Linked DNA regions of Gossypium raimondii: region 2 is linked to region 1. The links are chromatin contacts, called in public Hi-C maps. All regions are on one chromosome and are shown on one strand. Each heading gives the region's core, a stretch centred on a gene start, on an enhancer-like site or on the middle of the called end of the contact. The rest is flanking DNA. Distances are from core to core; before and after follow the strand shown. Region 1 holds the start of LOC105785354 (probable galactinol--sucrose galactosyltransferase 2). Region 2 has its middle 31 kb from the start of LOC105785404.

Evidence for each region. Hi-C and Micro-C count contacts between places; a contact is called where the count stands out from the background.
Region 2: a contact with region 1 is called in a Hi-C map of leaf, with 1.8 times the contacts expected there. The contact joins the enhancer-like site here to the promoter of LOC105785354 in region 1. A contact is called at or near these places in 2 of 2 Hi-C or Micro-C datasets (both in leaf).

The regions. Positions count from the first base shown.
Region 1 is chr1:21,220,427-21,222,953 of ASM2569854v1, forward strand. LOC105785354 (probable galactinol--sucrose galactosyltransferase 2) reads right to left here and starts at 1,268. Exons shown (of 14, transcript XM_012611412.2): 1 at 1,049-1,268.
Region 2 is chr1:21,360,514-21,363,040 of ASM2569854v1, forward strand. No RefSeq gene overlaps it. Among protein-coding and RNA genes, the nearest start is that of LOC105785404, 31 kb to the left of the region's middle. Within about 2 kb of position 1,263, the one cell type or tissue checked has open chromatin away from gene starts, as enhancers often do. A contact at or near this core is called in leaf, where this site is marked.

The DNA of each region.
Region 1 (2,527 bases), core at 18-2,517:
TAAAATATTATGTCCATGAAGAAAAATCTGGAATGGTCAAGGTATGAAGGAAAAAGAAAGCAACTGTTCAAATTTATTTATTTACTGTGATTTAAGCTACAGTTCGTCGCTAAATTGGGATTGTAAACTACTTTTTGGGGTTTTTTTTTTTTTGAAGGAATATACGAACTATTTTTTATAATCAAGTAACTTTCAGGTGGTTTACTTGAAGATCATCAACGGAAAAAAATAAATATGAAAAAGAGAAGGCAGCCAGCGGACCACAATGATCTGTTCAGACTATAAGCAAAGCTCCTCTTTTTATTAGAAAAATAAATAAATTCTTAATTTTCTACTTTCGAAAAAAAAATTCTAAGAAAAAAAGAAAAGAAAAGAAAAGAAAAAGTGTATACTTAGTTAGAGCAAGTTTGGACGGATACACGAGAAAAGCAGGTCCAATAATCTAAAAGATCTTCACGATTATTACAGCGGAAGAAAAAACGTGAAAAAGAAAACACGAACTTTTTTTAGTTAAACAGAGGATTATAAAAAGTTGGCAAAATTTTAAACGACGATGAATTTTCAATTAAACAGACATTTATAATAAAAAAAATTCTGTCACCGTAAGAGCAAAATCATAATTCATAACCAAGTAATTCGAGGGATTTATCGTCGTGATCTTAACTCTTACGTAAATAAGATTTTATTGTTATAATTACATCAGATCATAAAAACTCCAAATCACGTCTCATTTCATGATCATAATACCACGAAACCAGAAACAAATCGCAGAGAGGAAAAACAGTACTTAAAAAAAAGAAATAAAGTAAAATACAATTTAAATAACAAATCCATAAAACTTTCAAAATTAACAAACAAAAAGTTCTAAAAGATTTCAGATCATAGAAACTCCAAAATCCAAATCCAAATCACGTCTCATTTCATGATCACCACGGAAACAACAACAAGTCATCCAAAAGGGAAACAAATATTACTCTAAAAAGAGAATCCACCGAAAACCACTATTTAATTTCACAGTTGACGGCTGAGAACCCCAAAATGAACTCACCTATATCCGGCGAGGCTACCTTGGGTCGTTAAGCAGCCAATATGACTAAAAAGCTTGAAACACTCTTTACTCCAAAACTTCAAACAAAAGAAAACGAAAGAAACACTCAGCAGAAGCGCACTCCGACGAAGGGAATGCCTCTTCTTTAGAGAGAGGGAGAGAGAGCGAAACCACTAAAAATGGCTTTGTTTTCCTCTTTCAGACGACGGATGCGAGTAATGAGGGTGAAGAAGCTGGGTTTATATAGCAACAATTTCTGGGGGTTAAATATCGAGCAACTTCTATTACGGGATCATTGGTGTACTGCCACGTGGATTTTTTTTTTTTGCTATTCTTTTAGAAATGTTTTGTTTTTGTTTTACAATTTTTTTAATGAATAAAATAATAATAAACATATTAGATATTTTGGGTGGGTTTATTGCTAACTGTTGCTGAGCAATCCGTGGCTGAGTGACAGAAGGTATCTCTGAATAGTAAATTTAAAGAGCGGTGGAAATGAAAGGGGGTTGTAATTTCTATTAAAACATGAATTTGATTATTTGTGGATCCGTATGTTACTTGTTTTTGTTAATTTTAATTTGTTTCTTTTTTTTTAAATTTCAATTTACTAAGCAATTCAATCATTCAAAGGATAATTTATTTAATTTGTATTCTAATACTATTTCTCGTAATGCTATTAATGGTTACCTTGATAATACTAAAAACTAATTAAATACTAAAATAATATCCTAGTGACATCATTTACCAAAATAGGGTGAAATTAACAATGCTAGGAGGTGGAGGGATAAGGGTTGGCAGCATCACCCATTTTTTTTGCTCAATCATACCTCCATCATTAGCTTATGATATGTTTTAAAAAAATAATTTCTAATGGTGAAAAGATGTTATACGGTGATACCGGTATACAAAAAAAAATTACGGGACAAAACACCGGTAAAAAGGGGTGAAGGGTGCTAAACTGGCGGCACCAAGCTTGGAAGGCACGTGTCAGGTGGCACCAGTTGGAGGAGGAAGGTTGTCAGGCGGCACCAAACCCTTATATATTTGAGTTGAACAGTTATAATAATTTGTATGAAGTGCTGTAAAAAAATTTTGTGTTTTGATCTGTTGAATTGTTATAGTGTTTTTTGTGTTTGGTTGAATGGTTGTAGCAGCTAACATATAATAAGAAAGAAAAGGAAATTTTTTTTGTAAAATAGGAGAAAACAAAGAAGCAAAGTCAGAAATATTTGTAAGGTTTGTACAGGTGATTAATTTTTGTTATTATATTTTATGAGTAGAATCTTGTTTTGTTTTTGAAAAAAAATTCTTAAGAAATTTAATTATGTTTAAATATTTTTATAGATTTAGTATTGAAGATAGATAATCAATTCTTCGTATGCGTTTATTTCGATGGAGTAATTTTAACAACAGTTGGTTTTATATTTGAATGTCACCAAAAAGTAGTAATGAGATTTAATAAAAATGTGTCGGTTGATA
Region 2 (2,527 bases), core at 13-2,512, 140 kb after region 1:
TCTATTTTTCTTATATGACATAAAATAGTTAAATCTTAATTTTGATCATGTTCAAATTTGATCTTCATATTTAAATTTTTGACATAATTTAATACGTTCAGTATTTATAATGTCATTAATTACTCTAGATATTTTATTTTAATTAAAGCGTTGACATAAATTTAAATAATTGTTAACATCATTACATTTTTGTTAAATTAAAGTACATTATAATACCATTTTTTATGACATGATTATTAAGCGAGTAATTTTAAAAAAAAGTTAGAATGCCACACTAATAAATTTAATATAATAATTTTAACCGTATTAATAATTAGATTTAAATTTTAAACTCAAAATAAAAATTAATTTTTAATAATATAATTATATAAACTAAATTTCAAATATAATATTATTTAATTAAAATAATTAACTCAAGCCTCAATTGAAAACCATAAAAATCATTAAATAAGTTATATCCTCGAAATGAGCTCTCACATATCTTATATGTTGATGCTAAATTTTAAAATTTATTTATTGGAGTAAAAGTGTATTTCATAATTTTTTATTTAGTTTTAAATATTCTCAATATATTTTCTAGAAATGGTATTGAAGTTGTTAGAAAATGAAACTTTTTATTTTTTTTAATTTCATGAGCTTTAAAGTGTATAGAAGAATTATTGAGGCTTTTGTATTAGGAATTAGATTATATTTTTCACATTTATCAAAATAATAGGCAAATTACTTCTTATATATTAGAGCAAAGAGCAAACAGATCTATATATATCAAGATGAGGTACATGTAGCATGCTACATAATAGTTGTTTAGTTGTTTTGTTAGTCATATTAATTTTAATAGTAAAATTAATAAAAAAATTTTAAAAAATAATTTATTTTTATCTAATATACATGAATTAATTAATTTATTTTTCAAATAAAAAACAAAATATAATTCAACAATACATTTACTTACATAAATGTGGTTTTTAAAAGAAAAATTAAAAGGTGCACAGATAAATCCAACACCTCAAAAGCAACCAAGACGTTATCCATAATAATCGTACTTTGGTCGATAATAAGATCAATGAACAGGCATCAGTACCCAGTAGTAGTAGTATGTGGCATAATACAAAATAAATAAATAATTGGCACTGGATGTGACGCCAAAAACGTGTCCACCTGTCCCACCAGCTTCCACAGAATTCCAAACGTTGACACGTGGGACCCACTCACCACCATTAAGCTCCACGTGGTCCACGCCAACAGTTTTCACCACACCTCAAACGCCGTTAGCCTGTCGTGGCGTTAAGTAGCAAGCAAGCAAAGCGGGGGTGTGGACCACCCAAACCCCAAGAGTAAGGGCAATAAATAAAACGACAAAGCACGGATCTCCGTGAGGGCGACCGTCGACACCACGTGTTCCCCAACGCAAGGAGTCAATTATAAGCCGCCCCTAACTCCACTGCAACTCCGCCACGTTGATTGTGAATTGGAACTTTGGAAAAGTAAAAGGACAGCTCATCCGTGGGCGTGAATGACCAGTGAGGTCTTTTTTTTGTCTATTTCTAATTTCATCATCTATTTTATGAAAATTAAAAAAATTAATCTTCTCTATTTTTAATTTATCAAAATTTGATCTTTATATTTTAGGAAAACTGAAAAAATTAGTTTAATCCTTGGTAAACATCTGAACATGAACCATTGATTTTTGTTAATTTATTGCATCTAAGTTGTGAAACTATTGATTTTTACTAATTTTCTTTTACATATAAATTATTGAATTGTTAGTAAACACGTGAACACAAATTACTAATTTTGATAATTTATTATATATACATTATAAAATTATTGGTTTTTTTTACATAAAAATTATTGAATTGTTGGTTTCTAAATTAACGAATAAATGGGAAATTCTAACAGTATTATTTAATTAAAGTAGCTTCTTTTCATGAAGTAAAGTGATAAAATCCTTCAAAATAAATTTGAGGGACTAAATTTTAATTTTTATAAAGTAAAATGGTGAAATTTATAATTAAATCTTGGTTCTTATTTTCAAGGAAATAATAAAGAAAACCAATTTTGGGGTCCAGCGTTAATGATAAAGATTGTGATTTTTCATTATTTTGACTTTAGTTTGAAGATAGTAAATAGCATTTATTGGAAGGAATCTTATAGAGCTATTTTTCAAGTTTATATGATTTATTTTAAAAAAGAAAATGTTTAGATATCACTAAGTGTTCCTTTTATTTATTTATAAAATTCAATAGAAAACAAACATTTTAAATGATTATTAGATAATTTTAATTGGTTTATCTCAGAACTTCTAAATTTTGGTCATCTATTAAAATTTAAAATTGGTAATATTTACTTAAATCCATATAACCCCATTTCGTTGGTAGAAAACAATCTTTTCAAAATAACACTATTTATTAAATTTTATTATATTTCGCAAAAAACTAAAATTAAAAATTGATAATTATTTATTAGTAGAGATTTATTATTAGAAATGAAAAGAAAGAAAATGAGTAGTTGTTAACAATAAATCACA